Regions from separate parts of the Danio rerio genome. Here region 2 is linked to region 1. Evidence: chromatin contacts called from public Micro-C data. All regions are on one chromosome and are shown on one strand. Each heading gives the region's core, a stretch centred on a gene start, on an enhancer-like site or on the middle of the called end of the contact. The rest is flanking DNA. Distances are from core to core; before and after follow the strand shown. Region 1 overlaps skila (SKI-like proto-oncogene a). Region 2 holds the start of skila (SKI-like proto-oncogene a).

Region 1 (4,256 bases), core at 1,037-3,536:
AGCTCAATTCCACGCTTCAGAAACAGCTGCAGCTAGAGATGGTGAGGAAGTTCAATTAGATGAATCATGCCTACTGGAGACGCACAGGCTCTGTTCTAAACTCTAATGAGCTGCCTTACTGTCTGCTGTCTACATGGGCAGCTACCTTCTAAGTTAGCATCATGACTTACAGGCTTCTCACTCCATGATTATGGTTGATTACACTTAAGCAGAATGCATCTAATAAGTAGGGTAAATATTTTTTTCAATTTCTGCTGACAGCTTTGTAAAAAATCAGTGGATTTATTATTGTGGGAGTATCGTAACTAAAAACAATAAATGAAATAATAAAATAGCTTTAACTTTTATTTAGTGTTTACAATGTAAATCTATTTAGATCTACTTATTTGGTAAACAAAGTAAGTCTCTCTTATAATATATGAACTAAAAGACAGAAAATCTTACTTTACAAACTGTATTGTAAATAAATTAAACTAACACTTTCATATTAGTCAATAATATTACTGAAAGTAATTTAAAAACTGAATATAAAATTACAAACATTTACTACGGATGCTCTGATTGATTGGCCGAAGATTGGAATCGGCCGATAATCACATTTCATGTCTTAATCGGTACTCGATCTGGCCAATCTCATGAACTGGTTGCAAGTGTTTGTTTACGTGTTTACAACCCAGGTTATAGATCCACAGTGGTACAACACATGCTCAGTGTTTCCAAATTGCAATGTCAGTAATTTTTCTTACCATTTTTTTCTATCTGTTTTATCTGTTATTTTTTGTTAAGCTGCTTCTAACCATTACATGTACGCAACATTCCTAATTTATTCTCTTAGGTAAGGTGAGTTCTTATACATAGAGGGAGAATGTGCTTATGCAATGGCAAAGTTATATAAAGCTTGAAGCATCAAAATCGGTGCTTGGTATTGGCTGATTAAAATGACGAGGGATTGCTACTCGAAATCAGCTGCAAAATTCCTGATCAGAGCATCCCTAACATTAACACAAGTAAATGAATAGACTCAACGATGGGCTATAATCTCCAGATTTCTGCACGCACAAATTTTGTGTGGGCCCTACAAATAAGCTGTTTAAAAGGCTAATTGTGATTTTATGATATATATATATATATATATATATATATATATATATATATATATATATATATATATATATATATATATATATATTATGTTATGTAGTAAAAATATAATATACAGGGAAACATACACACTAAAGTGACTACAGGAACAGAGTGGTAAACAATAATGCAAATAGTAATGTAGAAATAATTGTTATTTGTCATTAGTTCATTTTCCTTCGGCTTAGTCCCTTTATTCATCAGGGGTCACCACAGCGGAATGAACCGCTGATTTATCCAGCATATGTTTTCATGCAGCAAATGACCTTCCAGCTGCAACCCAGTACTGGGAAACACCCACACACTCACAATTACACATGTACACTACGGCCAGATTAGCTTATTCAATTCACCTATAGTGCATGTCTTTGGACTGTGGGGGAAACCATGTTATTTGTCAAGCCCAAGTATTTATGTTTTTTTTTTTTTGTTTTGTTGATAGTACACATCTTAATCTGCTCACAATGTTTGCTGATGAATGCTTAAAAAGGTTCAATGAAACTGATGTTAATTCAATGTGTCAATTGTAATACATTTCATTCATATCTATGTAAGTGGTTTATAAATTGCTTTGACACGTTTGAGTTTGAAAAAGAAAATACCCTTAAGCATCTCTGCTGCTTATAATTTGACATGTGAAATTACATATGGTAAAAATCTTGAGCTTCATAAGCACAAATAATGAAAAACAATCAATTTTCATCTGTACCCTTTTTTAATGCATGTATGCAACAATTCTTGCTGCCATTTTGGATGAAAATGCTCATTAAGCTTGCCATATTGCTTCTGGGATTGTCTCATCCTTAAAATGATACATGCGATTCTGCCCTAGATTTTATCTTGGAAGAGGCGGTGTGATTTTTGCGTCAGATGCATGCATATAATCTCTAAAAACAACTCGTCTAATAGGCAGTTTGATGAGGTTGGAACAGAGCCATAGTTGTCTTTTTATATATTATCATGAAAGCTCTTTTTTTTTTGGTCATGTGAAAAGTGAAAGGACTTGTTACAGCGTGAGCCCGGACTTGTCCACTGCAGACCCGTAAGCTCTGGCACAGATAGTTTGACGCATGTCATGTTGTGTGTGCAGGAGCTGGAGGCAGTGCGCGGGGGCGAGGCGGCCCGGCTCAGGGAGTTGTCTGCGGAGCAGCTGGAGCTGCAGAACGAGCTGGAGGCGGTGCACACTGAGCATGCTCAGAGACTGGGGGAGGTGCGGCAGGAGCAGAGGCAGCTGGAGCACCGGCTCGAGCAGCTCAAACAGCAGAGTTGCGCCTGTCAGCCTAAAGAGCAGGAGGCACAGTACAATGCACAGGTAAATGCATATCTGAGCATGCCCGAAATCACGATGTGATGCAACAACCACAACAACACAAACTATACCCAGTGTGAATTATCCCTGCACCCAGTGGAATATGCTGCTTGTATCAGCACGGCTCATCTGTGTGGGAGTGATTCAGTTATTTGTAGAGAGATACGCATGCACATTGAAACGGAGAGCCAGGATGACTTGCACAGTGGGCCTGATTCCTGCGTTTCAGTCATCAACTAGGTCAAGTGGCTTACAAATGTTTTAAAACAAATAAACAGTATAAAGGGCAGTTCACACCTTGCTGACAGACAGCACCAGACACTTTGTCGAAGCACTGTGTCAGAGGGTTGCCCATTGCATGTAGTGAATCTGCACTTATCAGATTGTAGGGGAAGTGATGTGTTATAATCTGATAATCGTCCACGTTTGTTATTGTCAATTGTCAATTGGCATTCATTATATCAGATCATAATACCTAATAGTACCAATTTATCCGTGCTGATATTAGCACACAGAGCAAATTGAAATCAAAATAAAATCTAAATAAGATTTGCATGTTTTCCTATTAAGGTTATTTCTTACAGAATTGTGTTAGAGGCCTTTATTAAGCACTTGTATTGTAATTAATGCATTGCAAACACATCATTAATGCTATATTGGATGCAAGTGATCTCTGAGCTGTGCATTTAATGTTACAAAATATTTTCATTTTAATATTTAGACATCATCAATTCCGTGTTACTATTGATGATAACATTTATGGAAATGGTCAATTTCAACTTCAGCTAGAAATTATTTTGATAGTTTAAATGAAGTACTTAAAGATTAGAAATGTTGCCTTTGGAACTAGCTGAATTTTATTTTAAATAATAAAAATGTTATATAGTAATATTGATAAAAATAGGCATCAACGATTAAAAATCCCCAATTTAAATAGAAATGTTAGGAATAAAGCTAGACAACACTTAACTTGAAGTTCACAAAATGTGCGTCGGATTTAAATGATTGAACTTCTCCGTTACTTAGAAAGTTAATTCTGTCCTTCTGAGCAAACTTGATGCTCAAAGGCAGCTGACTCATTTCTTGCTTTCCATGTTTTTCTTGCTTTAGATACTTGTAACTATTAAATAGACACCAGTACTTTGCTATTAAATGCTAATACCTTTCGATGCTGGAATTTAGATGCTAATACTCATTACATACTAGTCCCTATTATTAGAAACTAGTAGTTATTGTTTATTATACATGATCTTCTGAATTATTATGGTACTCCTCTTTTCTGATTAGCATTATTGGACACAGTGGAGTTCAGTAAAAAAAATTGACTAGTAAATTGAATTATCTTGCTAATAACATTTTAAGTAAGAACTAATATCTATTTTATAGACACAAGTACCTAATCAGTGAGTGCTAGCATTCATTAAATAAGAACTAGTGTTTGTTTTAATGCAACAGTATCTTATAGGTAAATACTAGTATGTAAGGATTAAGTACTAGTATCTAGTATTCTTGCTTGTTTTCTTTAGCCCCTGAGCTCATTAGTTGGGTGTATTTTTCACTCCATAATTCTGTGAACAGCCAGAAAACAAATGCTTCATATGATCAGGCTAATTTTGTATGAACAAATACCTTCATAAAAACCTGCAAAATAGTAAGTTTGGAGTATGTAAGTGCTGCTGAAGTGGAGATTTGTCTGTACTCTGGGCTGATTTTGAGTATTAATTTGCCCGCAGTTTTCTCCGTGTTTCAGCAAATGGAATGATTTTTGGTGACCAATCTTATTTTGACGCAAATGTTCAAATACTCA
Region 2 (4,256 bases), core at 1,162-3,661, 43 kb before region 1:
GATTCTATTAAAGTTGCTTAACATAGAAGTTCTAGTAAATTGAAAATGACAGCCCAGTTTTCTGAGATGAAGTTCCGTTTAGTTGTTTAATGTGATTTAATTTTCACAAATTTTCAAATCCAAAAATAACAATAAAACAATAAAAAATAGTTTAAGGCGACACAGTGGCGCAGTAGGTAGCACTGTCACCTGACAGCAAAAAGGTTGCTGGTTTGAGCCTCGGCTGAGTCAGTTGGCGTTTCTGTGTGGAGTTTGCATGTTCTCCCTGCGTTAGGGTTTCCCCCACAGTCCAAAGACATGCGGTACATGTGAATTGGGCAGGCTAAATAGGCCTAGTGTATGAGTGTGAATGACTGTATGCATGTTTCCCAGAGATGGGTTACAGCTGGAAGGCCATCCGCTGCTTAAAACATGTGCTGGATAAATTGGCGATTCATTCCGCTCTGGCAACCCCAGATTAATAAAGGGACTAAACCAAAAAGAAAATGAATGAATGAATAAATAGTTTAAGAAACAATGACAGCACAATACACAATGTATTATAAAAATTACAAGTAAAATGGAAATATAGAAAAACATATCTTAAAAATGTAAAAAAAAAAACTAATAATTTTTCAACTTAACAAAACACATTGAAAGTAAACAGAAATTAAAGCTAAAACTGAAATAGAAATAAAATAAACAAAGCTAAATGGGTATTTTTTTGTAAATAAATACAATAAAATCTGTAAGTCATTTTTCGCAATTTTTGTCATATTTTATACATTTTTTTTGGTTTAGAAATAATATAAATGAAAATCATTTTAATTAAGAATAGGTTTAAAATGCTATTTATGCCAGTGATTCAAAGCTGAATATTTACTGAAAAAAGCATGATTTTCTGAAACCCATTTCCTAAAACTTTTGAACTACAGTTGAAGTAAGAATTATTTGCCCTCCTGAATTAATAGCCTAAATATAACAGGTAAGACTTTCTCCAGAACAAAAAAAAATATTACCAGACATCTGTTAAACATAATTTGTAAAATATTTTAAAAAGAAAACAAAGTTCAAAGGAGGGCTAGAATACTGACTTCAACTGTAAATTGTTATTGGGGAAAGTTATTTTTCAAAGTAATGCATTACAATTTTTAGTTACTCCTCAAAAAAGTAAGTTACATTACTAAGTTACTTTTTATAATAAGTAATGTGTCACGCTACTTTTGAGTTACTTTTGCATTACCTTTTCTGACCTGGCTGAGACTTGATCTGTTTCAGATCTTGCAGGATTTTTTCCTTCTTTTTTAAAATAAAGCAGCTCTGCAATAAACATCGCACTAAATAACCTACACCTTCATTTACCTTTTAAAAACACATCATAAAATAATAATGTAGGATAATCTTATCTTTTGAGAACTTCCTGACCCTCAAGGATATATGCCTATACAGGTAATAATGAAAGTCTAATGCAATGTGACTACTACTTTTGTCTTTTTTGTGCTATTAATAAAGTAAAATCACTATCCATTGAGACTATAATCCTGTTTTCCTTTTCTGTGATTCGTTCAGAATAATAAGAAAACTCCCATTGCAGAAATATAAGGCTCTGCCATGTTGGTTTCTGTCTTTTCCTGCATTCTATCATTGAGTGTGGGATTCAATCTGACATTTATTTTATTTCAGCCATTTGTTTTTATAAGCTAATTAATTAAGCTAAAAAGTCACTCAAATAGTATTACTTAATTTTTAAAAATATGCATTACTCATTACTTAGAAAAGTAATATTATTACGTAACTCGTTACTTGTAATGTGTTACGCCCTCAACACTATAATTGTAAAACAGAATAATGTTTTATGTCTTTACCAAGTACAAAAACTGTGATGTTTTGCATGATATGTATTTCATTTAAACAGCCCATTTCAGATGAGTCATTATCTGTGAAACATTGACAGACCTCAGCTCATGCTGCCATTCATTATTCCTCAAAAATCATGCTAAGTCATAGCGTGAATGGGGATGTGGCTAAAGTTACTATTTAATTTCCATTTACTCCTTTCTCTTACCATAAAGTGATTCAAATTCAGCATGCTCCACTATGACTGTCCCTAAGTAGACAGCAAAACTCCCTTATTTCTAAAGAAATGTCCCTTGGTTAGTCATGTGTGCAAGCGCAAGTTACTAGTAGACCACAGATGACAACTGAACATGTACTACATGCATTACATTACATTTACTGTAACCTGTAAATTCTTGCAAAGTTCATGAGAATCTGGCGGCGCGCTGCAGACAGACAGGACAGACAGACAGACAGACACACATACATAGACACGCCCGCGCAACATCATCCGCTCCGCCAGTGCGCGCTCTCGCTGTGTGTGACGCGCGATCTGTCTGAAGGCTTTGAGTGTGTGCGCGTGTTGTTGACGCTCAGACAGACTAGAGGAGAGACCGAGAGAGACAGCAGAGCAGATCGTTCATCCTGAGGCAAGTCCCTTTAAAACCCACATCTGATTCGCCTATACACTGCGTCCATTACTCTGGTGGATCAGCAGTTTGTCGCTGTGTTTTTTAAAACCGTTTTGAAGGTTTGTAATAGTTAAGTGACGTTTATTTCTGTCTCTGAACGGGGATTTGTAGCGTTAGCTCGGTTAGCGCGTGCTAAAGGGTCTAAATATTCTAGCCGCACTGCTAAAGCTGTCTGTGCGAACGAGCCAGTTTTTCAGATGTTAAACCGGTTTTGGTGCTGTCAATGAGCAATAATAATTTGCTTATAGGTGGCGTGTGAATTTTTGAGATGTGTGTTTTGATGTGCCATTTAAAAGGGTATAATATACGTGTATATTATGTGTTTAACCTGGTCATATTGGTGATCGAGCTGGGAGTATTTGTGTGATTGATTTAAATCTTAGATATGATCTATATTGTGTTTAATACAAATGTCTGTATTTCTGTTTTTCAAAAACAGTTTTGGGGATATCGCTGTTTAACGTATTTTGAGGGGGTGGTCAGGTGTCAGACTGGCTGAATGGTTGGCAAACGTTTCACTGCCGAATGAAGACATGGGAATGGATTTAAAATAGAAGCTTTCGATGTCGTGTTGGGATATTTAATGTGTAATAGCCGTGATCAGGTTTTCTTTTCATGTGAAGGGTTTTCCCGATTGCGGGGATGGTGATTGTCACACCGCGGGTGCTCAGCGCAGCTGTGCCCGGAGAAGGAGAGGGGAGAGACGGGTAGAGGCGGGGACAGAGCCGCGGTGTCCTTGCGGGGGTAAAAAGAGAGACGCTGTCATTCAGGGTTAAAAATAGACCGCGTTTTGCCAGTGTTTCTGGAAACTGGTTATTTTATGAGGAAATGAAACGACGTCTGCGGTCAGGGTCAGTCTGTTTGAGTTGACCCGCAAATCTGGTAACGTTAAAGCAAAACCAAGCGTTTATTTCGAGGAACTTGAGATTATTATGCTTTGGTGGCCCTTTAATTTTCGCCAAAATGAATGCATTCCGTTTGTAGAACAGAAACGCATGTTGTGATTCTGAAATGAAACGCGTTTTTCTGATGGATTTTGCCGAAACCCCACTGGCATGCGCTGAATTTGAGGCTGAGCTTTCATTTTGCCTTCATATTCGTGCTCGGAAATTCCGCCAGTTCAGGCTTTTGCTTGTACGATGAAAACATCCTTTTTTATTTACAATATAATATATACATTTAATCTTGCGTGGCAGAAGTGGTGTTTATGTGTCGTTAATACATTTTGTTTCAAGCCTGCTGTGGTTGGACAGGACTAAATGGCTGCTCGCTGTTAGTTACTGATGCTGTTGGTTATCTGTGTTAAACCGACGTTATTAGTGCACTGACTCATTTACCGCCTTGACGGATTCGGCATGTTGTCAGTAGAGAAAAACAGCGCACTAAACCAGCGAGAAACTGGCCTTAGATCGATTGCTTTCAAATTAGATTATCCTGATGAGGTGAAAATGTTTCTGTCGTCTAGTTTAGCACTGTGCCCAACGCTAAAACGCTTCTGGATGCCTTTTAATTGCTCTGGCAGCATTTTCCATTCATCCGCATTCACGTGGCTTCACATTCTGATTTGTGTTTGATTTAGTAAGAATTGTATTTTAATACAAGCCTTTTTTACCTTTTCATTCACAGGAAGCTCGTTGAACATTTAATTCTGTCAGCATCATGCATGTAGCTAGACGTAAAAGGATTTGCAACCTTTAACACAGCGAGCAAAGTAGGACCAACCCAAAGGTGTCGTGTCTGACGATTATT

Evidence for each region. A called contact is a pair of places that touch in the nucleus more often than the background predicts.
Region 2: a Micro-C map of caudal fin shows a contact between it and region 1, with 7 times the contacts expected there. The contact joins the promoter of skila here to the enhancer-like site in region 1. A contact is called at or near these places in 3 of 18 Hi-C or Micro-C datasets (caudal fin, hematopoietic stem cells and skeletal muscle) and 2 of 4 datasets of contacts at active chromatin or transcription factors (caudal fin and embryo).

What each region holds. Positions count from the first base shown.
Region 1 is chr2:40,282,376-40,286,631 of GRCz12tu, reverse strand. It overlaps skila (SKI-like proto-oncogene a), which reads left to right. Exons shown (of 8, transcript XM_017351932.4): 6 at 1-41; 7 at 2,231-2,452. Among named protein-coding and RNA genes, the nearest start is that of gpr160, 15 kb to the right of the region's middle. Within about 2 kb of position 2,286, at least 27 of the 62 cell types and tissues checked have an H3K27ac peak or open chromatin away from gene starts, as enhancers often do.
Region 2 is chr2:40,325,506-40,329,761 of GRCz12tu, reverse strand. It overlaps skila (SKI-like proto-oncogene a), which reads left to right and starts at 2,411. Exons shown (of 8, transcript XM_017351932.4): 1 at 2,411-2,465; 2 at 4,134-4,256.